Regions from separate parts of the Gossypium hirsutum genome. Here region 1 is linked to region 2. A link is a contact called in public Hi-C data. All regions are on one chromosome and are shown on one strand. The core of a region is the stretch at or near the end of the contact, and the rest is flanking DNA. Distances in the headings are between cores, read along the strand shown.

Evidence for each region. A called contact is a pair of places that touch in the nucleus more often than the background predicts.
Region 1: a Hi-C map of leaf shows a contact between it and region 2, with 2.1 times the contacts expected there. The contact joins two enhancer-like sites. A contact is called at or near these places in 2 of 34 Hi-C or Micro-C datasets (leaf and petal).

What each region holds. Positions count from the first base shown.
Region 1 is chrD04:47,756,624-47,760,686 of Gossypium_hirsutum_v2.1, reverse strand. It overlaps LOC107899048 (glycerol-3-phosphate 2-O-acyltransferase 6), which reads left to right. Exons shown (of 2, transcript XM_041090733.1): 2 at 1-877. The coding sequence ends at 759. Among protein-coding and RNA genes, the nearest start is that of LOC107899048, 3.6 kb to the left of the region's middle. Within about 2 kb of position 1,931, at least 3 of the 9 cell types and tissues checked have an H3K27ac peak or open chromatin away from gene starts, as enhancers often do. A contact at or near this core is called in leaf, where this site is marked.
Region 2 is chrD04:47,550,732-47,555,025 of Gossypium_hirsutum_v2.1, reverse strand. LOC107899046 (sulfoquinovosyl transferase SQD2) reads left to right here. Exons shown (of 12, transcript XR_005911865.1): 12 at 1,795-2,007. Among protein-coding and RNA genes, the nearest start is that of LOC107899046, 10 kb to the left of the region's middle. Within about 2 kb of position 2,880, at least 9 of the 9 cell types and tissues checked have an H3K27ac peak or open chromatin away from gene starts, as enhancers often do. A contact at or near this core is called in leaf, where this site is marked.

The sequences.
Region 1 (4,063 bases), core at 682-3,181, 210 kb before region 2:
CTCAACATCCCTTTGCCTGAGAGAATTGCTCGGTACAATTACATGATCCTAGGAATCAAATTGATTGTTAAGGGTACCCCTCCACCTGCACCTAAGAAAGGCCAAAGTGGAGTCCTCTTTGTTTGCAACCATAGAACAGTTTTAGACCCAGTTGTTACAGCCGTTGCCCTAGGCCGAAAAATTAGTTGTGTTACTTATAGTATTAGCAAATTCACTGAAATTATTTCCCCGATTAAAGCTGTTGCTTTATCAAGGGAAAGAGAGAAAGATGCAGCTAACATCAAGCGCCTTCTCGAAGAAGGTGACTTGGTCATATGCCCCGAAGGGACTACCTGCCGAGAACCGTTTCTGCTGAGATTCAGCGCATTGTTTGCTGAACTCACTGACAGAATCGTGCCGGTGGCGATCAATGCAAGACAAACAGTTTTTCACGGAACAACGGTTAGGGGATACAAATTGTTGGATCCTTACTTCGTTTTCATGAATCCAATGCCAACTTATGAGATCACCTTCTTGAACCAGCTGCCTGCAGAGCTCACTTGCAATGGTGGAAAGCCAGCCATTGAGGTTTCAAACTACATACAAAGGGTGCTGGCTGGAACATTGGGGTTCGAATGCACTAACTTGACAAGGAAGGACAAGTATGTTATGCTTGCAGGAACAGATGGTCGTGTTCCATCAAAGAAGGAAAAAGAACAAGAAAAGCAAAAGGCTAAGGGGATAAATAAAAAGGAGGATCAGTATCCAGAGCTAAATTAATTTATATTGTTTTGTCTATTGTTTTCCATTATGTTAAAAACTGTCTTGACAAATAAAAAAGGATTGTGATGCTAATTATAAATAGAATAGCAATGTATAATTTGCTTCTGTTTTGATACATACAAATGTTGAATGTGTCAAGCCAAATGCCTAACAGTATGACACCGGTATATGCGACCCTATCTGCATTCTCATTCTTTCAGGATTTGGGATATCACCATTGTTTCAAAAGAAAGGAAATTGAATGATGATCATTAAGTTAAAGATGAACAGTCATTAATAACTTCTTTAAAATTAGCTCAGTGTCGGTGATTTTTGTGGAAATCTTCCCATTTATTCTTAATATATGCCATTGAGTTTAACAAATCAGCAATATGACCAAGGCTACAACCAACAAGCAATCTGGATTTGGTTAACTTCAAAGCAGTAAAGAACATAAGCAATTCACGAAACAATAAATCCACCATAATTGTATCTAATAAAGTATTAGAAAAATCAGTGGACTGGTTAGGATTTGAGTGGTCCATATTGGTAAAGGTGACCATTGACCAATGACCGATCCCCATCTTTCTTCCCTGAAACAGCTGGATTTCTTACATCCCAGCCTCACAATTCAACTTATACTCCTGGCTGTGGAAGAAAGAGCATTGAAGTTGATACAACACTCTGTAGTTGCTTCAAATGCGGCATTATGTTAAACACCCTGTCGGGTGTCAGACAGCCCCACAATTGCAGCACCTCTTAAATTTTGTCTGTTTAATGTAAGGGCCGAGCATTTATTATATTGTTATCTTAGTAAAACTCTGATATTTTCTTACTGATCAGTATATTGTTGAGTCTTAGAATATCCTTTTTGACATGTGTATGGATATGATCCTCCTTATATTCTATTAAAAACATTTGATACGCAAAAAGGGTTGCTTTAAACTGCCAAGTTCCATAACTTGGTCGTAAAGAAAGAAAATTGGAGGTTGCAATGTATACAACTCGTGGAATCCAATCCAACTACTTCACCATTAGGCTATGGACAAGTTGGGATCCTTGTGGGAAAGCTTATGGGCCAGTTTGTCAACATGAGACACCTAAACGTGATATGGATTCAGATTCCATTCATCCAATAAAATATAAAAAGAGACCATGGCAAAGACAGCACCCCCAACAAAGGAAAAAACGGTCCATTTGATAGAACTTTTCGTGGGTTATTATAGCCCAATGGGCAAGCCTCGTTTAAGGAGGCCAATATTTGAACTGGGTACATTTTTCACGATAAATTCATCATGTTGATTGATGTTATCTTTAAACAACTTTTAGCTTCCATATATTATATATGCTGACTATTGTTGTTGGTTGTTATCCTCGTTAATGCATGGTATAGCTCTTACCTGCTTCGATGCGTATAATTCCTATGTTATATGGCAGATGATGCCATACCTCATTGATGTGTGGAAGCTTAATTTCACGTATGTTGCTGCAATCGTCAATGTTTGGCAGGGTTTGATGTCCACGTTGCCAATTTGAATGTTATATATTTCTGGTACTGTGCAGGCAAGTTTTGGAAGATCTTGCTGTCTGGTTTGGCCTGTAGTACATTAAGATATTACTTAACATAAATGTTTAAATTTATATTTGGACATTTTTTTATATAGTAATACAACAAGTGAGGGATACAGAGCAGAGTAGAGTGATTGTTGTGAGTGCCGGTTCACCCTATCCAACGGAGAGCTGGAGGTTATGAAAAGTGATGATGGAGAGAACTTGAAGGTTTAGGGCTAAAAGGGTGTTGGCAGGATGTAACTTAGTACTCTTGAAGGATTTATCCCTCTTCATCATTTTTGGAGGTATTTATACGCAAGGATCTTATGTGATATGGTGCTAACGTGTTAGACTTCCCATCTAGCCATCATTACGGAGTGTGTGGGAGTGATGTCTTCGATGGGACGAGGATATCTATGATAGGATAGACCATGTCATTCATTCTAACTCTGATGGGATAAAGCAGTTGAACCCACTTGATGTTTGATAACCAACGATTTCATGTTTCTAATGAAGATTAGGCCATCCATTGCCCGAGTAGTCATCTTGGGAGGGTTGTTGGATTTGGTGCCTTGAGTGTAGTATATCCGTTTGTAAACTTGTAATTTTTTTGAACAAATTGGTTAATAAAACAAATCCATTGATTACATTAATATACTTTGTATAATTGTACTTAAACGTTTTTTGCATGCAAAGCAAAATGGAAGCAAATTTTGTTCGTTGGTTGTCTAATTGTTTAACTAATAGTAAGTGGTATTACGTGGTCAGATCGTAGTACGAAAAGACAACTTGTATTATTAGACAAACCTAAACATGTCATTACTCTAATCGGAAATGAGTAAATTGATTAAAAGACTAAATGTCGTCTATCAAGTCCAGTTAAGAAGATGCATTGTCTTAGGGGAGCGGATGACTCCTAGAAGATAGACACATAGATGTGACTGACTAGACTGACAGTACATCGGATAAGACCCAAGCAAGATAGATCTTGAGCCGTTTATGAATTTATTCACTTGTGACATTCATAGTGTGACATACCTAAATTCTGAGTGGATGGTGGACTATGTATGCGTGACTCGTATACTTTGATGTAAGTAAAAGCCTGAGTTCAAATAGATAAGAAACCAAAAGCTAGTGTGTTGGGTGTACGACTTCTGTAATATGTAGCGTTATTCACAACAATGGAATTCATAGCCCAAAACATGGGTAAATGATATCCTCTCATTTGCATTACATGGCTGATGAAAAGTAAGCGTGGCCACGGGTTGTCCGTCTTTGTGATGGATGACTTGATCACTATTTGTCCGTCATAGTGGAATGACTTTGTGACTAAATGAGTTTATAATTAATAGGCGAAAAACCACAACTTAATTATAAATCATTTGAGCCTCAACTACATATGTCTAATTCGTCCTTTCATTAGCTTGTTGAAACCAGAAATGAATTGCGTATTTGAATAGAAATGAACAGAATGAATAGAAAAAAAAAGAAATCATTCGGTCATAGTGAACATGTTGAGTTGTGAAATATTGAACATATTTTCTTGAAATTTTACCAGGAGTAAAATCGTCAAAATTTTATGAAGGGTAAAATAGGGATGAGAAAATTGTTTAATACATAAATATTAAAGTTTATTTTGGAAAATATAAAAATAGAATCGGGTTTAATCACATTTCAGAGTATTAGGTTAAAAAGGCCTAGAAAGTACTCGTAATTGGACCCAATATGAAAGAGACCCAAAAACCCTTCATGGACGTGAAGGGGGGCGACA
Region 2 (4,294 bases), core at 1,631-4,130:
AGAGCAGATTGACAGCAATCTGGAATTGGTAGAAAATGAAGTCAGTAATGCCAATGTAGATGATGCTCCTGTGAGAGGGACCAGGTCTATTGCTGATATCTACCAAAGATGCAATGTGGCCATTGTTAAGCCTTCAAGCTATGAAGAAGCTGCAAGAAGCAAGAGCTGGAAGAAGGCTATGGAGGCTGAAATCGACATGATCCATAAGAATGACACTTGGGATCTGGTAGATAGACCTGATCAAAAGAAGGTCATAGGTGTCAAGTGGGTTTTCAGGGCCAAGTTCAATGCAGATGGCTCTCTGAACAAGCACAAGGTAAGGCTTGTGGTGAAAGGGTACAATCAACAGTTTGGCATTGATTTTGAGGAGACATTTGCTCCAGTGGCAAGGCTGGATACCATAAAGCTTCTGTTTGCCTTCGCTGCACAGAAACAGTGGAAGGTCCATCAACTTGATGTCAAGTCAGCTTTCCTGAATGGCTTCCTTAAAGAGGAAATTTATGTTGAACAGCCTGATGGATTTAAAGTCCAAGGAAAGGAGGACAAGGTTTACAAGCTGAAGAAGGCACTCTATGGACTAAAACAGGCTCCTCGAGCCTGGTATGACAGGATAGATGATTGCCTGTCTAGGCTCAATTTCGAGAAAAGTTTGAGTGAGCCAACTTTATTTATAAAGAAGTCTAAAGATGAGACTTTACTGATTGTCTCAATATATGTGGATGATCTATTAGTGACTGGAAGCAGGGTCGATTTGATTCAGGAGTTCAAGAAGAATATGCAAGACATGTTTGACATGACAGACTTGGGAATCATGACTTACTTTCTTGGTATGGAAGTAGACCAGTCTGATCAAGGCATTTTTATCAGCCAGCATGCATTTGCCTTGAAAATTCTCACTAAGTTTCATATGGAAAACAGCAAACCAGTGAGCACACCATTAGCTGTGGGAGAGAAACTAAGCAGCTTTGGAAATGAAGAAAAGGTAGATGAAAAGGAGTATAGAAGCTTGATTGGCTGTTTACTTTACTTGACAGCAACCAGACCTGACCTTATGCATTCAGTTAGTCTACTGTCCAGATTCATGCACAGCTGCAATACAACTCATTTGAAAGCAGCAAAGAGAATACTCAGGTATGTCAAAGGTACTTTGAAGTTTGGTGTAATGTTCAAGAAAGGAAGTGAGGTGAAATTAACTGGCTACTCAGATAGTGACTGGGGTGGATCAGTTGATGATATGAGAAGTACTTCAGGCTACTTCTTTACACTTGGTTCGGGAGTTTTCAGTTGGAGTTCAAAGAAGCAACAAACTGTTGCTCAGTCTACTGCTGAAGCCGAATACATAGCAGCAGCTGCAGTAGTGAATCAAGCCATTTGGCTTAGGAAGTTGCTATGTGATTTGAATGAAGAACAGCTTGAGCCTACTGAAATTATGGTGGATAACCAGTCAGCAGTTGCCATCTCCAAAAATCCTGTTTTTCATGGCAAAACCAAACATTTTAAGCTCAAGTTTTACTTTGTTCGAGAAATTGTTCAATCCAAAGAAGTGTGTCTTATACATTGCAGCTCACAAGATCAATTGGCTGACATTTTGACAAAGCCTCTTGGCACAATCAGGTTTGAATTCTTACGAGATTCGATTGGTGTTTGTTGCCTACAGTCCAAGGAGGAGTGTTGAGCATTGGCCTGCAATGCAACAAACTTCCAGCGGCAGCAGACCAGCTTTAGAATCGAATAGGAGCTGCTTGTTTCATTTTGTTTATTTTGATTTTTTTTTTGTAAAGCAATCAAGTTGACATGTAACTTGATTTCTAGAGTTAGTAAGATATGAAAATGATGGATGTAATAGCTGATTTATTTTCAGCTTTTGACTTGTATTATTTTAGTTGGCAACTTGCCAAATTTGGTGGGAGTAGTTACGTTTAGGTAACTGACTTGCTTTTGTATCTCCTTTATATTTTGAAATGGAAATGGAATGAAAGCTGATGGGGAACTTTTCTCATTCGGTTACTTGCTGCTTCTCTTTGGATTTTCATTTTGTTCTTTTGTTTTGTTTTACTTCCTGTTTTTCATGAGCTTATGCTCTTTGTTGTTCATTGTTGCTGCTGCCATTGTTCCAACAGACCTCTGCAGTGGCTTACAGAACGCCTTTTCCCATCCCCAGCAATCAACTTTAGGTGATTTAGATATATTATATAGATTTGGTCAGTAGAATTTTAAGGAATTAGCATGTTGATAGGGATTGTGAACTTGTTCAGGGCTTCAAAGAGGCTCTTCTATGGTGTGTGTGTGTGTGTGTGTGTGTTTTATTTTTTTGCCTTAGCAATATGTTAATTTGTTGCACACTATGGGCTTGAAATGATCTATTTGAAAATATTGGAATAAAATAGAATGGTTGTTTCATTGTATGAAACTTTTAGCTAAACTTTAACGAACTAAAATTTCAATGCATATATGGTTTCCCTGCAATAATACTTAAAAACTTCAACCCACTCATTATCTACTCCCTTCTCTGTGATGAATGAAGGGAAACCCTTCTCTGCTGGTCGACGCAAGCTGCCTGATACTTTTATCTTGTTTTTTTTTAAAATAAAAAAAGCCCGATATCTCCTACATCTCGAATGGTGGGCTGTTTGGTTCCCGATCGCCTTGTGGGTCCTCTCCATGTTTTTCTTCTTTCCAGTCTGGTAATTCCTCGGGACTTTTGTTTTCTCATGGTTCATCAAGGCCCTTGCTGCGCATATAGAAAGGCGTCGTCGCTTTGGTTTCTGTTTGATTGGTTGTTGATGGGTTTTAGACTCCCAGAATGACTGATGCCGCTCCTGGTGGCTATGGCTCCTCTTCTTTCCGTGGTTTTAGCTGGCTCTAAGATACCGTTGTTTTTTTCAGGCCTTTATCCCCAAATGTCCTGGTCGCACCCTCTCTAGATCACGGCGACGGTTGGGTGGGTTAGAAGCGAGTTTTTATTTTTTGGGCTTGATTTGAGCCTAGCTCTTTTGTTGTATTTTTTTCTGGGCTCATTTTTAGCCTTTAGTTTTTCGAGTCAAAAAGTAGCTTTTCAAATAAAACTAATTTTTCAAATTGGCTTGAAAACTCAACCCAAAAAAATTAAAAATTTTAGCTTTTGGTTTTTTAAAAGTGAATTTAGTAGAAAAATTGTAAAATTTCCCTTCATTTATCTTAACTAAAAAAGATAAATATGATTTACATAAATTTATCCTTCATTTACAATTGATTTATATATTCAAACCTATAAGAACTTTTTACTATTTTTGTTCACCCTTTTCATGCTATATAATTACAATACGTGAACTTAGTATTAGAATTGTAAATTTTGATATAAAACTTGATAAATAGAGATCTGTCGTGTCAGATCATCAAAAATAAAAATTAGATGCGAAAGAGTATATGAATCCATCAATATCTTGAAATTTTAAAATATTGTGGCTTTGATCTTCCAAATTAATGCAAAAGTATTTTAGATAAAGTAAATCTCTCTTTTTATAAAGATGGGGCGTTAAAAAAGTTATGTATATGTACTTTGGGAATCATAATCCTAATATATAACTTTTGCACATTAATCTGAAGTCTAACCAACAGTTGATCAGTTAATTCAATAAGAAATAGGGGTTAGCGCTCGATTTCGTTGGTCCCATCCAATTCAAGTGCATGCAATTGGATTGTTTCCTTATTCAATGAAGGAATTTTTAAGTTCAACCAACCTATTTTCAAAATAGGAAGTGGATAAATAAAAATTTTGGAAGAGTGTTTCATTTGTCCATTATTATAGGCAACACCATCCATATTATCTATGGAATTTGAACCGGAATTCTATTTATGATTCCTTATTTCTATCTCTTTAGCCTTGTTTCAATTTCATTTCGTATTTTATTTTAGCATATCGATTTTTTTTTTTACTTTACGTCCAACCCCTTCCCCCTTTTTCTATCTATATTCCCTTTTTTTTTTTCATTTCAAGGCCGAATTACGTCTGTTTTCACATCTAGGATTTACATATACAACATATATTACTGTCAAGGGTGAATTTCTTATTTCTTATTATTGAGCTTATAATATATAATATATAATTTATATTATCATTAGTTAGAAATTAGTCAGAGTTTGTTGGTTAAAGTTTGTTCAATAAATCCCTGGGATATTTTAGTCGTTCAAGTTTATTTGGTTGTTAGCGGTGACTTATTTATTTCTATTTTTTTTAGTTGCTATGTAAGGCTATATAATAGCCCAGTATTTTCAGTTTTACTCAATGTAAAAAATCATTCTCCTCCATTTCTTT